2 separate regions of the Anas platyrhynchos genome follow, and region 2 is linked to region 1. A link is a contact called in public Hi-C data. All regions are on one chromosome and are shown on one strand. Each heading gives the region's core, a stretch centred on a gene start, on an enhancer-like site or on the middle of the called end of the contact. The rest is flanking DNA. Distances are from core to core; before and after follow the strand shown.

Region 1 (3,836 bases), core at 830-3,329:
GCAAAACCCATAAACAGTTATCTGTGCAAAGCTCAGCGTTTTGGGGACAAAGTGGATCTCACCAAATATTTTTATTTAAACTAGTCTTCTAACATTTTAAAATAATAATCCTTCCCTCCTCCCTTCAGTTGCTTAGGAAGATGCCAGCTAAAATACCACTTAACATGAATACACCAGAGAAAAAAAATGCCATTTTCTGCAATTTGCATTCCCTCATTCTTCTCAGTTTCTGACAGCAATCTGTATTATGTTCTTCAGAGTTTCAATATTTTTCCCCCAGGAGAGCTCGTCTTATATTTCCTGGCACTGCATCCAGAAACTTGTCAGTAAGATATTTTTTAATGCCGATTTAACTTTCTCTAACACAATTACTCTTGTAGTCAGACTGACAATTACGGTCTTTCATCTGTTTTTAAGTTGTTATTTTTAATTCTTTAGCTTGAGTAACTGAGAATGTCATTAGTTCAATCCCCATGTATAACTTCCAACCATAGCACTACACCAATATTTATTTTCCTTTATGAAATAGTATCTTTTTTGGCTTCTTGACCATGTTCTCCCAGCTCACTTCCCTAACTTCAGTGTCTGTACTGTTACTTTTAGAGTCATCATCTTCCTCGACCGGGTAAATTACTGAAAGGAAAAAACAGTGATTTGTGTTGATTTGTGTACCTTGTGGCAATTCTGTTTAGAATATATAACAACAATTAATGCAATCATATTCAAAAAAAAAAAAAAAAAAAAAGGCGGCAGTGTTTAGTAAATTAGTGTTTGTTGTTGTTTTTCTACATTGAAGGCACCGTGTCTCTGAAGTGTAGCCTGGAGGATTTGAAAATACTGTCTCATATTCCAAAAAAATACTGTTTCTTGTGCCTGCAGGTAGCTGGAGAAGAACTGCGAGGTTTTGTAACAATCATTCAGTGGGTATGCTGCCAGAATGCAGTGGTGATTCCTTGCTGTAGGAATTTGAGGCCATTGAATGGAGCAGGTTGACAGATTCAAAAGGAAAAGGGACTTTGCATAATCTGCAATTAAGTTGTGAAACGCTTTTGTGCATGATATCCTAACTGTCAGAAGTCTACGTGGATTCTGAAAGAGTGATCAGACAGATGCAAAGACCAAAAAAAAAAAAATCAGTCAAGAGTATTCTGAGAAACTGCAGCTAGCTCTGGAATATTCTTATCTTGAGGTGGCTGTGATTGTCGGTGGCAAGATAGCAACTAGATGAACAGATATGGTCTAATTTACTTGGTGTGAACCATTCTCATGTTCCATGGTAACTTCTGGCTGCAAGAGCTGTACAGCTTTAGTTTATGCTGCTTGTTGCAAAGCAGGAGTTGGAGCGAGCCGAGGACTGTGTTTTCGTGAGATTTTAAAGAGAAAGTTTTGATAAAGCACATGTGTGAAAAATTCTCTATCTCCTGTTCTTCAGCTCAGCACTTGCAAAAAACTCGACCCACCATCATGTAACAGCCCTATGAAGTAGTTTCTCTCAGTGTCCTATGGAACAGATCTAAGATACATTCTTAAACCTCTAGTGTAATAGGTGGGAAAAAACACTTGATTTGAAAAAAATAAGTTAATAGAGGAAATCAGTTCATGTCTAAATAAAGTGTTTTAGTTACTGCATTAAGAATCCATCAGCATAAGATTCGTGCCCATCCATCTATTGCAGAAGGAAGAAACTTGAGGTTACTGTCTCCATTGCACTAACAGTGTGTCAGCACACCAGTAAAGGTGTGTTTTTACTGTGCATTATTTTAAAGCCATGTCAATAGGTAGATGTGAAGCGGATGCTTTGGGAACAGCTTCTAGATTATATTTTTCATAAAAGCAACACAACTTTAAAAATGGTTTTAGGTTTCGGATGACAGCAAGAGAAGCACAGAATGCCAGAACACCGGAGCAACTGCTGGATCAGCGATGGGAGCAGTAATCCACCTAGCGCTCTTTCTTCCCTTTGATGGCGATTAGAACCACATGCTCCAAAGGAAAATGCTTGTAATGGGCAATTAAAGGATCTGCACATAGCAGGCTTTTTTTTCCTCTACCCTCCCTCCCCCAGTTGCCATAAATTACTGGTTGGCCTTTACTCTGACATGCAAGTCTGACAAAACCTAGAAGGAACAGGAAATGACCTAAGTGTGGTTTTAGCCAGTTTTTTTCATTAGCTACATAAAGGAGGGGGGAGAGGAAAGAAAAAACACACAGAAAAAGAAAAACACTTTCCCTTAATAAGCAAAACACCTTTAAAACCTTTTTGAAACACTTGAAGATCTCATAAAATATTGAAAGGATGTTCTGAGCAAATAAGGCAAACAAACAAACAAAAAAAAAAGAAAGGAAGAAATCTGTAAACTTTCTGCAACAAAGTGGAAACTGACCTGCAGATACTCCTGGTTACAAAAGCAGAAGTATCATGTCTTGTTTAAAAAAACAAAACAAACCCCAACCAAGCAATAAAAAAGTATTATTTCACCCACCTGTAAGCATTAATGTGAACTTTCTCCGTAAGCCTGCTGAAGGCTTATTTGAAAGTTAACCTAACCTATCAGTGGAGTGTTTTTGCTCTGTTTTTGTATCTTGTGGGTATGTTGGAGTCTAGTGACTACTTTGGTGTAGCCAGGCACCTGTGTGCTCCTGTCTGGTTCTTATCTGTCCAGGCAAGTATTTTGTACATCCCATATAATGTATCAAATAAATATTTAATAAAATAATTAAGTAGGAGCAACTCTCTTTCCATTGAAGGAGTATTTTAGATTTCTCACAAAAGCGAGGATAATGCCTTTAATGAATTAGTTCAGTCAAGTCAGTGGAAAAGGCCAGGACGTGACCATTGTAGTGAAATATCGTCACGACTCTAAATGCCTTAAGTATCACACTGAATGCTTTTCGAAGTGCCATATCTTGTCTTGTTTATGATAATCTCTTCAAATGGCTGTTCTGGCTGCAGCAGGATGTTGTCTTATTTAAGTAATGCTGCTGCTTTGACAAAGTCATTCTTTGGTTGTATCACCATTAGTCCTGTACAGAATATAACTTCACTTACTGGAATAGAGTTTTTCAAAACCTGCCATTTTTACACAGAGAAAAAAACACAAACTAGTTAATAAGATAGGGCTTCTAGGTTATGTGGTGCTGTGTTTGCTTTTGTATCATGAAACTACAGGGATTTATATAGCCAATTGATTCTGAACTGTCACAAAAGAACATTTAAAAATAAAAGCAATGAACCTAGCATCAGTCTTGGTTGACAGGCAGTCATGAAAAGAAATGGATGTGTAATGCAACCTTTCTTGTACTTTTCAATAAATTAGTTTCTCAGCTGGTTGTAGAATTCAGCTTTTGAATGAGGTGATGCTCTACAGAGTTGGTTTCTGAATCAAGTTGCTATGGTGTTGGTTTCATTGTTTAGGCAATTCTCTGCTGGTCGCTATGGAAATGCTTATTTACGGAGCTGATTCCTAACCGTGTCAGCCAGATGCTACTAGCAGCTGGGAACCTTTCATATTTCATCAATGAAAGGCTTGGTCAGAAGTAGAAACTCCTTTTTCTACTCACTTGTTCTCCAAGAAAATTTGAGAGCATGGAACGCGAACGGGTGCAGTCAAATCAGATGAGTTTGCTTCTTCCCAGTGAGCAACGTGGAAACCAGCACCTCCTGGGACCTGCTTTAGGCGATCAAACAGCACAGCGACTGCTGTTAGTGGTGTGTATGGCCTCATATGGACTTCACACCTCAGCGCATTAGGGTATGTGGCATATTTCTAGGTTATTTGCTAGTTTGAAAACTGCTTTTTAGTTTTATAAGCTCTGAAACTTTTTTTGTAGTCACT
Region 2 (3,836 bases), core at 683-3,182, 55 kb before region 1:
AGTTAATGCTCCTAATGATGGCTTGAGTAAGACAGCATCTAACTTTTCCTTATACTGAAATTGTTCATGATTAGATTGTAAATTGCTCAGGATGGGGATCTATTAATAGTCGTATCCTTTTACAAATGAACACGCTAAGACAAGTATTGTTAGGCAACAGGGATGCTACGAGAGAAAAAAACATTCTCCCATAGAATGAGCTGTGAAGACATTTCTGCAGGGTGTTTTTGCACAAATGTACCATTGAATTAAAAGCTAATTACTTCATGATAAATGATCTGAAGACTAATAAATAGTAAGGTGGTGGAGTATGCTGTTGATGCTAAGTTACCGAGGGCAGAAAAAATAAATCTAGCTGAGCAAATCTGCAGCCTTATAAATGCATATGCAGGTCAAATTTATGGTAAATAACCATAAAGTACACTGGGGAAAAAAAAAAATAACAACCATTATTTTGGCTCAGCATAAATCCATCTGCTCGTGTCTTGAGTACTGTGCGTAACTCCTTGTTTCCTCATCAGCAAAAGCCAATAGTAGTGTTCACAAAGTACAGAATAAAGAGAGGAACTGTACCATGGGAAAATACCAGATAGACTAAAACTCCTCTGCTTGGAAAACACAAGACTCACAAGCCTGGGGAAAGATATAAAATCACGAACTGAAGAAAAAAGATGACTTGATAGGAACTTTTATCGACTAAGACAGATAGCAAACACGAAAAACATTTCACACAAGGCAGTCAAGTTGTACGGAGTGAGGACCTCCTTCCTGCAGTACACGGCAGATGCCAAAAGCCAACGTGGACTTAAAAGTAAACGAATACATAACTGGTTGTGCAAATTCATGGAATAAAAATGCACTGAGGACCGTGTTAAATATAAGACACCACTTCTGATTCAGAAAGCGCTAATGCCACAGTGGGTTGCATATGGGGTATTAAGGGATCAGATGATGTCCTTCCTATCTTTGTACTCTTCCTTTGTATGCTTTCCAGTGCCCACTGTTAGAGTTGCTTATATTCATGGACGATGTTTATATGAAGATTACAGTATCTGTGAAATACCAAGTGTTTCAGGGATGCATTTATTTATAGCTGAATCTAAGAAGTGAAGGAGCTGTGCAAAATAGCAAGATTTATTGGACTTGATGATCCTTTAGGGTCCCTTCCAACTCAGGATATTCTATGATTCTATGATTATCTCAGCCCTGAAAACATTCACGTGTACGCTTGATCGCAGGCTAACTGATGTCAATAACATGCGAGTTAAAGTCAGTGCGGGATTATTAGCCCAGAAGGAAATTCACATGCTCTCTTTTGCAAACTTTTAACCGAGGACTCTGTGCCATTATAGCGGCTGTGAGCGTAGCAAGACAGGCCAGAATTCCTTTTTCTTTTTTTGGGGGGGGAAAGCGCGGAGGAGGTGTTTCTGCCAGAGGGAGGCCTGTGACGGCACTGAAGTTCCGCCGATTTGCTTTGCCTTTTTGAAGCACAAACCGCTGCTTATTCCCAACTTCTTACGTACAGAAGCGACTCTGTTCGTCACCGCGCATTGCAGGCGCTGTCAAGCGATCCCGCTGGACGGCTTCTGCTCATCGTCAGCCCTCAGGCCCGGGCCCTGCAGCTTCCTCTTCCCCCGCGGGCTGCCAACGAGGGCTGCGAGAAGCGCAGCGAGCCCCGCTCCTGCTGCTCCCTTCCCGAGCCCTGACCCAGCCGGGCGGCCCCGGGCAGCGCCAGCCCCTGCTGCTCCCTGCACGCCGCCTTCGGGGGGTGCCTCGGGGAGCCCCCAAACTCCTCTCAGGCTGCGTCGGACCTGCCTCGGGCTCCCTCCGAGCTTCCCGCAGCCGATCTCGCTCTCCTCCGCTCCCAGGGCCTCGCCCACCCCCGCCTCCCGCCCCCCGCCCCCTCCAGCGGCCGCTGCCGTCGGTGAGCGCTGGGAGGCGGCCGCGAGCCCCTCCCGCTGGCTCCGTTTCGGGGCAGAGCAGAGCAGAGCGAGCGGGGCTCGTTACCTTTTCTCTCCTTCCCCGCCGCTCCCCCACCATGCTCCGGCCGCCGCTGCCCGCGGAGGAGACGCCGCGGCTGAGGGCGGCGCGGCCGGGCCGCCGATAGCGCGACCCGCGCCCTGCCCCGACCACCATGAGGGACGAGAGGGAAGCCCCCGCCGCTGCTCCCGGTCCCGGTGCCGGTCCCGGTGCCGGTCCCGGCGCCGTCCGAGCCCCGCAGCGCTGCCAGCAGCCGGACGGCGGCGCGGAGAGCCTGCGGAACGGCTACGTGAGGAGCTGCGCGACCCCCCTGCGGCAGGACCCCCCGAGGAGCTTCCTCTCGCTGCTGCTGCTCCCCTCCTCCTCCTCCTCCTCCTCCTCCTCCTCCTGCTGCTGCCGCCGGGCGCTGCTCAGCCTGGCCGCCCTGGCCGCCCTGGTCCTCTCGCTGCTGGCTCTGCCGGGCCGGGGCAGCGGCGGGGGGCAGCAGGACGGGGGCGGCTGGAGGAGCCCCCGGGCTCTGCACGCCTTGCTGAGCCTCTCCCGCTGCCTCAGCCCGCTCTTCAGCATCGCCTGCGCCTTCTTCTTCCTCACCTGCCACCTGGCCCGCGGCGGGGCGCCCCGCTGGTGGCTGCTGGCGCTTCCCGTCTGCTGCTACTCGGGGGACTTGGTGGCGCTGCAGTGGCTGCCGCCCCCCGCGGGGCGCCAGGAGGAGCCCCGGGCCCCCGGCGAGCCGCAGATGCTGGCGGGCCGGCTGCTGACGGTGCTGAGCTCGGTGGCGGCGCTGACCCTGCTGCAGAGCTCCCTGCAGCTCCGCCGCCGCCTCCTCGTCTTGCTCTTCTCCAGCCTGGTGTGGCTGGCGTCCCTCGGCAGCCTCCCCTCGCTGCCCCCGGCCCTCCGCCCGCTGCTGGCCGGCGCTGTGGGGGCGGTGGGCTGCCTGCTAGCCCTTTGCTGCGGTGTCCCGGCGGCCCGGAGCCGGGCACAGCAGCAGCAGCAGCAGCAGCATCGCCAGCACCCGCGGCTCCCCAGCGCGGAGGAGAAAGTGCCCGTGATCAGACCCAGGAGGAGATCGAGCTGCGTGTCCCTCGGGGAGAGCCCGGGCAGCTACTACGGCGGCAGCAAGATGTTTCGGAGGCCCTCGCTGCCCTGCATTTCCCGGGAGCAGGTAGGTTTCCTCCCAGACCGCAGGGAGAAACTTTCCGAGGAGTGAGCGCCGCTCGCCCTGCCCTGCCCGGCCTCTCGGTGGGTGCCCGCTGTCAGGAGCCCGCTGAAGAAATGGAGGAAAATAGTGGTTCCTCAGCGGGGCTTCAGTCCTCAACTTGGTTTTCTGCACGGCCGCTGTGACCCTGCCTTTTGGTCTGTATGGAAGCTAAATCCTACCCATGCATTTGCAGTAGCATACAGGACTCGCTTGCTTTCCGTGCGATCTTAAATATTAAAGCGTAGCCCCTCTCCCTTAAACAAACAAACACCTTCAGCTATCAGCTACCTTGTCTCTTTTCCAAAGCCCAGCTCCTCCACTTCTGGCAGACTTCACCAGAGAAAGAAGCCACAGCTTGCTAGCTGCTCGGCACTTCACTTTCTTCCCTGCTTTCTGTCGACAAAAAGGTGCTAAAGAAAAACACAAAATCAGGTTTTGAGGGTTATTTTGTACCGATGTTTGGCGGTGTTTGAGTGGCATGCGCCCTTCTGCCTTGCAGATTTCTCTCTCTGCCTCTTAGCCATCTCTTCCTCGCTCCAAGTAACTTAACATTGGGTTGGGGTTGATTGGATTTAAGCAACTACTTTCTACTTTTTTTTTTTTTTTTTTTTTTTTTTAACTGAAGAGAGAGCTGTTCAGTAGAGCCTGGAAAGATGCC

The links. A called contact is a pair of places that touch in the nucleus more often than the background predicts.
Region 2: a Hi-C map of liver shows a contact between it and region 1, with 4 times the contacts expected there. The contact joins the promoter of PDE3B here to the enhancer-like site in region 1. A contact is called at or near these places in 4 of 8 Hi-C or Micro-C datasets (F1 follicle, liver, skeletal muscle and 1 more).

Annotation. Positions count from the first base shown.
Region 1 is chr5:61,919,289-61,923,124 of IASCAAS_PekinDuck_T2T, reverse strand. The region is part of intron 1 of PDE3B (phosphodiesterase 3B); the gene reads left to right. Among named protein-coding and RNA genes, the nearest start is that of CYP2R1, 50 kb to the right of the region's middle. Within about 2 kb of position 2,079, at least 1 of the 8 cell types and tissues checked has an H3K27ac peak or open chromatin away from gene starts, as enhancers often do.
Region 2 is chr5:61,973,978-61,977,813 of IASCAAS_PekinDuck_T2T, reverse strand. It overlaps PDE3B (phosphodiesterase 3B), which reads left to right and starts at 1,932. Exons shown (of 16, transcript XM_013100967.5): 1 at 1,932-3,142. The coding sequence starts at 2,135. LOC106017559 (a long non-coding RNA gene) reads right to left here and starts at 1,888. Exons shown (of 4, transcript XR_011809864.1): 1 at 1-1,888.